2 separate regions of the Muntiacus reevesi genome follow, and region 1 is linked to region 2. A link is a contact called in public Hi-C data. All regions are on one chromosome and are shown on one strand. Each heading gives the region's core, a stretch centred on a gene start, on an enhancer-like site or on the middle of the called end of the contact. The rest is flanking DNA. Distances are from core to core; before and after follow the strand shown. Region 1 holds the start of NAA30 (N-alpha-acetyltransferase 30, NatC catalytic subunit). Region 2 holds the start of TMEM260 (transmembrane protein 260).

Region 1 (5,678 bases), core at 458-2,957, 730 kb before region 2:
TTGAAGTAAAAGGAAACAATCTCCATAATTACGGAATATGCTTGTAAGATTTAATTCTCCAATGTGGCCACAGCAAGTTTACCGACAATCATGTTCACCAAAACATGTTTATGCATACACTCTTCCCTGATTATGGCTGTAATTGAGAGATTAATAATGCCTGTATCTGAACAGAACCATGCGCAAATTAAATGATTGCAAAGTGCTTTGAGGATGAGGGAGGATAATTAAAGACGGTTAAACATGATGATAAGCTAGTGTAAACAGGATACGAGACCCCCAACATGCATCATACTAGCTTACTGCATTTACATCAGTATCAAGTTGACCCGGATCACGAAGTCTTACCTTTCATAGGGTTTCATTAAATACGTAGGAGTGTATACACGCGCTTTACATCATGTATCATACTATGAAATGCAGAATACATACATTGACATTCCAGCCCTCACACTCCCTGCCCCGCACGGCCTGGATCTCTGCCGGGTTCACCCGTTTTTCATTCCATCCACTTACCAAGAAGCACAGCTGTGGCCAGTTGTGGATAAAATATCTATAGGTATATATGGAGTAGGGTTCAGACAGATCTTTGGTGATCAGTCTCATGATATCGGGCATTTGTAGCTCGGATTCATATCGGACGTAACGTATCGTCCGATCCTCCCCCGGCTCAACCTCCCGGCCTGAGGGGCTCCTTAAACTGCAGCCTGCGGTCAGGGATGAAGCCAGCAGCCGCACCTGCTCGTCTTCCTCCTCCTCCTGCTCAGTGCCCTCCGCCAGTCCATTGCGGGCCGCCGCGGGATCGCTCGCCGCCGCTGCCTCTGCCGGGCTGGGGAGCGCAGTTCTTGCATTACTGGGGAGGCAGTGAGGGGGGCTCTCGCCCGAGTGTACCCCGGCTCCTTTTGTTGCAGTCGCTCTGGGGCCCCCGTCGGGGGTGGCCGCGATCGTGGCCGCCTCGGCCGAGCTCAAAACCTTGCTCTTGAGGGAGGCGGCCGCCCGGAGGTGCCGCAGTTCGGGGTTGATCAATCCGTTGAGCTGCAGCTGCTCCTGCGGCGGCTGAGGGCAGCGGAGGCACGGATGCCCCTTGGCCGCCGCCTCGCCGCCCGCCGGGCTCCCGCCGCAGCCGCCGCCTTCGTGCTCCTCGTCGTCCTCCTCGTCCTCGCTGCAGCAGGCGAGGGCGGCCCCCGCGGAGAAAGGACAGCGGGGCTCGGCCGCCGCCGAGGCCGGAGGTGCTGGTGGTGGGAGGAGGCTGCTAGGCCCAGGCGGTACCTCCGCCATCCTAGAGGCGACACAGACCGAGAGGGGAGGCCATGAGACCCGGCGGACGAGCGCGGAGCAGAGGAAGCGGAGGGCGGGGGGCGGCGGGAGTGGGGGGGGGGTGGAAAACAAAGGCAGAAACCGTCCCTAACAGAGCTGGCCCCCCAATTCCGCGCCACCCCCCGCCCCGTCTCTTCAGCGCCGCCCAGCTGCTCAGCCGGCCACCGTCCCCGTCCGCCCGCGCTCATCCGCCAGCCCTGTCACCCGCGGCCCCTCCCCGTCCCCTCCGCGCAGCTCACCCCGCACAGGTCCCCGCCGCCACTGCCGCCACTCCTCTTCCTCCTCAGCCGCCGCCGCCTCCCTCGCCGCCGCGGTTGCCTCCGCCGCCGCCAAGGCTCACACTCAGCCGCCGTCGCCGTAAAGCGCCTCGGCTGTTACCCCGGGTAAAGTTTCCTGGGCCTGGCTTTACGACACTTCCCTGCCTGCCGGCTGCCGGGCCGAGGGAAAGGGGCGTGGAGGGAGGTGACCTGTGAAGGGGAGGGGCGAAGGTGTCTCCCGCGGCCCCGTGGCGGCTGCGTGCTGGTGGGTGGGGCTGTAGGGCAGGGAAGTTGCAGAGGGCTTGGGAGTCACCAGCCCTTAACCCACTATCTTCGGCCTTGCGGGCTGCTTGGCCCTCCGACCTTGCAGAGCCCGGGAAGGATGGGCCAGACAGGCGCTCCCACGAAGCTGCCGCAAAGCCCGCCCGCTCTGGGCCTGCTCCCCTGGCCTTGGACCAGTCTCCTAAAAATGCTTTTCCTCAGCTGTACGACGTTTAACCTTTGCTCTGACCGGGGGTAGGGGGAGGGTTACCCGTGTCCCTTAAAAATGGAGCAATCAGGAGAGGAAAAATTCCCGAAAAGGAGACAAAGTTTAAAAGTTTAAACTGTGGAAAAATATGGAATGACTGATGAAACCTGGTTCGTTCGCAACGTGAATTTAGTCTTTGCCTCTTCGAGGCAAGAGAAAGTTGACAGGTAGTCCTTTTCCTCTCTCCTCCTTTATCCCTTTCACCCAGCCCTGGAAGATTGGAAGTAAATGGGATTAGCAGGTGTTCGGCAGCTGTAAACACACCTGGGGAAGAATTAGAGATGTTGAAAGAGAATGACAATGGCTAAGAAGCACATTCCTAAACTTGTAAACCGAATGGTGATAGGTGAGAAGCACCGGCCAAGAGGTGTCCTGAACCTCCCCCGCCCCGCTCTGCCCCCTCTGCCAAGTGATCTGCCAGTGCGGACGCAGAGGGAAAAGAACTGCCCCCAGCGCCAGAGCGCTAGGCTCTGCTCTTTCGGCTCTGGTCCACAGCCGCGATATTCAGCCCTAAGTTCAGTTCTAAGAGGAGCGCAGGTAGTGTGAAGCACCAGCACACGGAGCAAGTTAAGTTTTTTAAGCTGAAAGTAGAGTTGGGCACATGTGCAATAGATGAATATTTTCAGAGATATAATTCTCTGATTATAATTTTTGCCATAATCTAAACTAAAAAAATAGGATACAGTGTGGCATAGCTGTTGGATAAAATTGTTAGGTTCCTTGTCACTAAAGATGTTAAAGAAAAACTCTCACCTATTTAGAAGGACAAGGGCTTCCCAGGTGTCTCAGTGGTAAAGAACCCACCTGTCAATGTAGGACAGGTGGGTTCAATCCCAGGACTGGGAAGATCCACTGGAGAAAGAAATGGCAACCCTCTGCAGTATTCTGGCCTGAGAAATCCCATGGACAGAGGGGCCTGGTGGAGTCTGGTAGGAGTCACAAAAGAGAAACGACTCAGAGACTAAACAACAACAATCTAGGTCAACCTATAGTGATAATAATAGCAATAACATAATGTATTACTTGGGCTAGGCACTGTCGTAAATATATTATGTGTATTTATTAACTCTTTTATTGGTTTGTATAGGAATACATTTATAGGGCTTCCCTGGTGATGCAGTGAATAAGAATCCACCTTCCAACACAGGGGATCTTGGTTCCATTCTTGGTCAGGGAAATAGGATCCCGCATGCTAAGGGGCAACTAAGCCCTCCTGCCTCAACTAGAGAGAAGCCCAGGCACCATGATGAAGGTCTGGTGTGCCACAACTAAGACTCAACACAGCAAAATAACAAATATGTCTTTTTTAAAAAGAAATACATATGTGGACAAATAAACACGCAGAAACTTATTTATTTTAGCCTTGTCTATAGTAGGAATGGTGGTGATGGTTTAGTCACTAAGTTATGTCTGACTTTTGTGACCCCATGGACTGCAGCCAGGCTCCTCTGGCCATGGGATTTCCCAGACAGAAATACTGGAGTGGGTTGCCATTTCCTTCTCCAGGGGATCTTCCCGAGCTCGGGATTGAATACAGGTATCCTGCACTGCAGGCAGATTCTTTACTGGCTGAGTTACCAGGGAATAAATAATTCCAAATCATCTGAGTATGTCAGTACAATTCATTCTGTATCATTTGAAATAGACTTATATTGGTACTCTTCACATTACTGTGGCTGCATAGCAAATTACCCCCACAATGTGGTATGAAACAATCATTTATGTTGCTCACAGATTCTGTGGGTCAAAAATTCACACAGAGCACAACAGAGATGACATTTTCTGCTCCATTATGCACAGAGCCCCACCCAGAAGAGCCAAAGGCTGAGGGCTGGAATCATCTGAAAACTTTTACTCTCCTATTGATGTCTGATGCTGACTGGAGGCTGCAGGCTGGAGGCCTCAGTTTGATTTAATGTAGACCCTGTTGTCTCTTAGTATGGACTGGTTTGGGGCTTCCTCACAACCTGATGGCTGAGTTCCAAGGGCAAGTATGCCAAGAGAGAGAGAGACCAAGACCGAGACCAAGCTAGGTAAAAATCATGTCACTTTTTATGACTGAGCCTTAGAAGTTATACAGTGTCGGTTCTACTGCATGCTATCTGTCCAAGTTCCAGAGGAGGGGAAATAGACCCTACCTCTTGATTGAGGAGAGGCAACGTTCCTAAAGAGCATGTGGGCATTTTGGGAAATTGCAGGCCGCCACAAGTGCTTATGTGGAAAGACCTCCTAAGTTCCTTAAGGGTAAATAAATGAGATGAATAATAAGTACACTGTGATCCCATTTATGGGTTTTAAAAAATGCAATACAAAACTATATTTCCAAATGTAAACACACAATGTTTAAAGATACAAATTTTTCAAACCACATAGTTTCTACGTATAACCTGGGTGTTCAGCCAAAGAAACAATGATCCATTCAAATCATGCAGGAAAAACTGGCCAAAATGGTCTCACCATTTCCCCAAGACAGGTTGAAGTGTCATTTTTGCTGAGAAAACTCTCTCACTCATTAACTGTGGAATATAAGCTTGTCCTTAAAAAGATGTGATTCCATTGTACTGAATGAGTTTGAACAAGTGTTCAAATTCTTTCTACCTTTTAAGTTGTCATTGAGTTTTCTCACACTGGAGTGCTGATTTGATGTTTCTTTCTGAAAGATATTTTCAGAAAGATGAGATTTGTAAAGAACTCCTAGAGGTCAGGAACTGAGTCATTCGTTTTGTATTCAGTTATCTAGCACATAAAAAGGGGTCTTGTTAAGTTTTTTGACTAAATTATGCCATTCTTTCATTCATTAGTTTAGGATATTTATAATTACAAAGTAAATTCCCGCCTCCTTGCTAATTAATAAGCTAATAAGATTTCTGCTATCTAAGCTCCAGTTTCTGTGCTTTATAGCCCAGTGTTTAAATATCAATGATGAGCTTCTAAATCAGATGACTTCTCTAGGAAATTTGTCCTTCTTAAGAAATCTTTTTCTTTTTACTCATGTTGTTGTTCAGTCACTAAGTCATGTGTGACTATTTCGCAACCCCATGGACTACAGCATGCCAGACTTCCTTCCCAGTCCTTCACTAACTCCTGGAGTTTACTCAAACTCAAGTTCATTGAGTCGGTGATGCCATCCAACCATCTCATCCTCTGTAGCCCTCTTCTCCTCCTGCCCTCAATCTTGCCCAGCATAAGGGTCTTTCCCAGTGACCTGGCTCTTTGCATCAAGTAGCCAAAGTATTGGAGCTTCAGCTTTAGCGTCAGTTCTTCCAATGAATATTCAGGTTTTTTTACTCATGTTTTTGAGTAATATGCTGATATGATAATAGCATTATTTTAGGCAAAGAAATAGAATTAGTTCTATTTACCCAATTCTTTAGGCATATCTGCCTATTTTGACACTCTGAAAAGACAACTATCACTATGAGCAATGACTGCATAGGAAGATGGTCTTAGTGCAGGGGAAGTCTAGAGTGATAATTCTCTATCTGAATAATTGGTATTTTCATTGCTTGGTAATATACTGTGTTGCAATAGTCACTTTTTTTCCCTTACTCTTGTCTTTGCTCTTTTTTGAACAA
Region 2 (5,199 bases), core at 2,558-5,057:
ACAGGGCTGTCTGCTGTCACCCTGTTTGTTTAACCTACACGCTGAGTACATCATGAGAAATGCCAGGCTGGATGAGTTATAAGTTGCAATCAAGATAGGTGGGAGAAACATCAACAACCTCAGATATGCAGATGATACCACTCTAATGGCAGAAAGTTTAGAGGAACTAAAGAGCTTCTTGATGAGGGTGAAGGAGAGTAAAAGAGCCAGCTTAAGACTAACTATTAAAAAACCTAAGATCATGGCACCTGGCCCCATTACTACATGGCAAATAGAAGGGGAAATGGTGGAAATAGTGACAGATTTTCTCTTCTTGGGTTCCAAAATCACTGCAGATGGAGACTGCAGCCATGAAATCAGAAGACAATTGCTTCTGGACAGTTAAATGATGACAAACCTAGATGGTATGTTGAAAAGCAGAGACATTACTCTGCTGACAAAGGTCCGTATAGTCAAGGCTATGGTCTTTCCAGTGGTCATGTACAGTTGTTGAGAGCTGGAATGTAAAGAGGGCAGAACGCCAAAGAATTGATGCCCTCAAACTGTGGTGCTGGAGAGGACTCCTGAAAGTCCCTTGGACGCAAGGAGATCAAACCAATCTTAAGATTAACTCTGAATATTCACTGGAAGGACTGATGCTGAAGTTCCAGTATTTTGGTCATCTGATGTGAACAGATGACTCACTGGAAGTCCCTGATGCTGGGAAAGATTGAGGGCAGAAGAGGGAGTCAGAGGATGAGATGGCTGGACAGCATCAGTAATGCAATGAACATGAACTTGGGCACACTCAGGGAGATGGTGAGGGAAAGGGAGGTCTGGCATGCTGCAGTCTATAGGCATAAAGTCAGACACGACTAGGTGACTGAACAACAACCACCTTTTTATTTTGTATTGGGGTGGTGGTGGTTTAGTTGGTAAGATGTGTCCTACTCTTTTGTGACGCCATGGGCTGTAGCCTGCCAGGCTCCCCTGTCCATAGGATTTCCCAGGCAGTACTGAAGTGGGTTGCCATTTGCTTCTCCAGGGGATCTTCCCAATTCAGGGGTGAAACCCTTATCTCCTGCATTTGCAGGTGGATTCTCTACAGCTGAGCTGCCAGGGAAACCTGGCATAGTGGGCACAGCGGATTAACAACATTGTGATAGCTTCAGGTGGACAGCAAAGGGACTCAGCCATATGTATACATGTATCCATTCTCCGCCAATTCCCCTCCCATTCAGGATGCCACATAACACTAAGCAGAGTTCCATGTGCTATATAGGTTTTTGTTGGTTGGTTATCCATTTTAAACACAGCAGTGTGTACTTGTCCATCCCAGACTCCTTATCTATTCATTCCCCCTGGCAAACTGTTAAGTTCCTTCTCTAAACTTGTGAGTTTGTTTCTGTTTTCTAAGTAAGTTCATTTGTATCATTTCTTTTTAGAGTCCACATATAAGGGGTGTCATGCAATATTTCTCCTTCTGTCTGACTTACTTCACTCAGTATGATAATCTCTAGGTACACGCATGTTGTTGCAAATGGCATTACTTCACTTTTTAAAGACTGAGTAATATTCTATTGTATATGTACCAAGGTTTTTTTTTTTTTTTTTTTGAAATGCTAGTCTGCCATCTTTTCAGTCTACTAGCTTTACAATTAAAGTGGTCCTTGTTCCAACAACTGTTTTCCCGATTTACTGGCCTGCTGTGCAGAGGGCAAAATGAAATTGAGCTTGGTAACACATAAATTTAAAATAAATTATTTAAACAAATAATTATTTAAATTCATTTAAATATTTACTTGAATTTAAATAAATTTTCCTAAATTTTAAATAGACTTCATTACTAAATACATGATAATAGATTTAAAAGAATTTAGAGCATAGGCTAGTTAAGAAAGCATGCTCTAAATTCAATCTACTTGGCTATTTTTTCTCTTCACTGCCTCTGTCTTCTACTTGTGTGATTCTGGACACAGCTTAACCTTAGTTTTGTCATCTATAAAATAAATGAGTACCTACCTCACAGGGTAGCAGCTGGGAGAATTAAAAGGGCAATCTATGTAAAGCACTTTGAACAGTGCCTGGCACATAGTAGGTGCTCAACAAGGGTTATTATTATTCATTCTAATCTCATCCTTCAGGCTCAAACAACCATAGTCAAGAAGTACCAACGCTTTTTTCCAAAGGTACAGAACTATTCAACCTGTAAGTAATACTCTCCAAAATCAAAGCTCTCACAACTATAAAGTTAGTTCTATTATTTAGTATAAAACTTGGAAATATGGTAACTCCATTCCCCACTATACTAATGAAACACTGCTCCTATTCAATAGGATCTGAAAGAAAAAATAAAGGTAATGATGTGTAAAAGGATATTCAGGGATCTTCAATGTGGTAGGCTGCCTTGAGGACGGCCTCTAAAACTCCAAAATTTCAGTATTCTCACTGGATAACCTTCTGCCGGTTGAGTGTGGGCTGGACATACTGACTCATTTCCAAGAATAAAACAGGGCAGTGGTCTGCTACTGCCAAGATTGGGTTACAAAATGACAGAGCTGTAGGCAGAGATGCCATCTCTCTCTCTGTGTGACCCCCCACATCAAAGAGCTGGATGAAGTTTAGAATTTAATCCTCGTTAGGTTGAACCTTTGAGCTGACTGCACCCCAGCCCAAACCAGGACAACAAACTTGTACTGGATAAGAGCACCCACTTAAACTGTACCCAGATTCCTGATCAACAGAACATGTGAGAGAATAACCGTTTGTTGTTTTAAGCCACTTAATTTGGGGGTATTCTGCTATGCACAAACTAAGGTGCTCAGTTTTTTTCAGTCTATAGATTCACTACTCAAAGTTTCAGTACCATTCTGACAAAATTACTGATCATTATTAGGCAGTATTAGATGATCAGTTTGACAACAAACCAAAACCTGCATCTGCCTCTCATCCCAAACACGCAACGATTATTCATGTGATTTAAACAGCCCCCGACTCACGCTTCTCAATAGAAGCAGCTTTAAGCCGCAACTGGTTTCCACTATTTTAAGTATTCTCCCGCAAATAGTCTGCAAGGCTGGTTGCTTTTCAATGTTCAGATTTCAGCTAAAATATCACCTTATTAAAGGCCTTTCCGGACTAGCCATCCGGATAGAGCCACTGCCTACCTCACTACCAATCACATTTTCCTCTTACTGTCTCCAATAACTTCTCCTCCCAATACGTTGTGTTTATTCAGTAGTTTGTGTATTGCCTCCGCCCGCACTACAACACTCTCCATGAAACTTGTTCGCGGCTCCCGTCAGCCCTTTGTCTGGTACACGACAAAGACTCTGTAAGTAACACTGGTATCTGTGGACGAAAAAGGCATGGAAAGCAAAAACTCAGGCCAAGGAAGATGATCTGGAGAAGTGGAGCGGTCAGCTAAGTCCCATCAGGCGAAACCAACCAGCCCTGCCTCGAAAGCCTGAAAACTACAAGAGACCAGAACTACAGGAAAACTACAGAAATGAAAACACAGAGATTGGTTTTGACACGCAAAACACTGCAGGGGGCCCCGGCGGGGAGAATGGAGTGAGCGAACTGACCAGACCTCGTGGGAACGGTGAGGATCAGGGAGGGGACGGGAGGGACGACCTTGAGAGTACATTACCCGAGTCGCCCCCCGGCACCGAGGGGGGCAGCGTGAGGGTGAACACGGCGGCCACAGCGGCGAACACGGCGACGCCGCCGCGGAGGCCCCCAGCGCGCCGCGCCCCCGCTCGGGCTGCCCGCCCCCCCAGCCGGGCCCCCGCCGTCGCCATGGAGACCCATGGGCCAGAGGGGACCAAGGAAGGAGGACGCGGCGGGCCCCAGGAGTCGGGGCGCCCGGAGCCCACAGGGCGAGAGGCGAGCTCGGCACTAGGCGGCCGCGGCGGCTTCCGGGTCGGGCCGGGTGGGACCGGACCGCACCTTTCTGCGCCGGCGCGGGGGCAGAAAACGCGGGGTCTCGCGGGAGCCAGGCCCGGGCAGCCGTCAGACTGCTCGGGGATTTCAGAATTATAGTGTGCTTTCCACTAGCGCATCACAAGGGACAGCCTTCTCTTAACAGAGGAAGCCTGGGCCGCCGTCTCTATGGCCTCCCCCACTTCCTGGCCACTTGGTCGGGTCTGACAGAGACGGGAGCCGGGTCGCCAAGCGGACTGGAGGAAGGGTAGCGACTTCCCCCTGAGGTGTGGGGTGGAACTGCACGAGGGGCCCCAGCCCGCCAGCCCGCAGTGTGCGCCTTAGGAAGTCAGCAAACACCGAAATCACGTGTTTACAGCGAGTAATTATATGGCCGTGTGCTAACTGTTAAATCGCCGAGTTATTTTCAGAGAGATTAAAGAAAGCTAATTGGTCTTTTTTCCCCCCTTATAGCATGAGGAAAACTTGGGAGATGAGCTGAAAAACTTGTTTCTGAGGTAGTAGAAATAATTTATATCATGATAAAATTGTCTCCAACATTGATGAGGAGGAGTGTTTCTGTGAAGCTTTGACTACGCGGTGGAAAATGAGATGAAGTCACTGCATTTTCCAGTTGGCTGCAACACCAAAAAGAATGGGGACTCTTGGTAAGGTCTTTAAGCTTACTTTATACAGTATTGTAGCAACTATTTTGGAGTGGGAGGGGAGGTGGGATACCTCCCTGGAATGCATCTCAAAAGACACTGAAGATCAGTGATGGTCTAAAACGTGTTATAAGCAAGCTGACAGGAACACAGCGTCTCAAACGTAGAGTGACTTAACACACCTGTGTAGACTGGCACACATGGCGCCAGCATTACCTTGGTCTTTCTCAGGTACTCCGTAAGGCTTTCTCTGCAGGATTTCGAGTCCCTGGGGAACCGGTAGGCAGCTTCTAAAATGCTCCCCATAATCTGACTTCCCGTATTCACTCCCTTATGTAAATCCTCTACCCTTGAGTGTGGGCAGAACCTAGTGACTCACTTCTAGCAATAGGCTAAGACAAAAGTGATGGAGGTCACTTTGGAGATGAGGTTTTTAAAAGACTGACTTTTCATCTTTTTTGCACTCCCCACCATGGGCATCACCTTGCTGCCCTCCCACTTATTCACTCTGATGAAGTGGCTTCACCAGCTTGTGAGCTATCTTATGGAGCCATCCACATGGCAGGGAACTCCTCTGCACCCTGAAATTGTTTCTCCTATCAGCGATAGCACACTTCTTTGACTTTCCTTT

Evidence for each region. A called contact is a pair of places that touch in the nucleus more often than the background predicts.
Region 1: a Hi-C map of blood shows a contact between it and region 2, with 2.5 times the contacts expected there. The contact joins the promoter of NAA30 here to the promoter of TMEM260 in region 2. A contact is called at or near these places in 2 of 3 Hi-C or Micro-C datasets (blood and muscle).

Annotation. Positions count from the first base shown.
Region 1 is chr7:67,133,207-67,138,884 of mMunRee1.1, reverse strand. NAA30 (N-alpha-acetyltransferase 30, NatC catalytic subunit) reads right to left here and starts at 1,707. Exons shown (of 5, transcript XM_065940238.1): 1 at 1,557-1,707; 2 at 517-1,279. The coding sequence starts at 1,278.
Region 2 is chr7:66,403,319-66,408,517 of mMunRee1.1, reverse strand. It overlaps TMEM260 (transmembrane protein 260), which reads right to left and starts at 3,807. Exons shown (of 17, transcript XM_065940233.1): 1 at 3,760-3,807; 2 at 3,632-3,758. The coding sequence starts at 3,792. LOC136171550 (a long non-coding RNA gene) reads left to right here and starts at 1,428. Exons shown (of 3, transcript XR_010663892.1): 1 at 1,428-3,583; 2 at 4,378-4,571.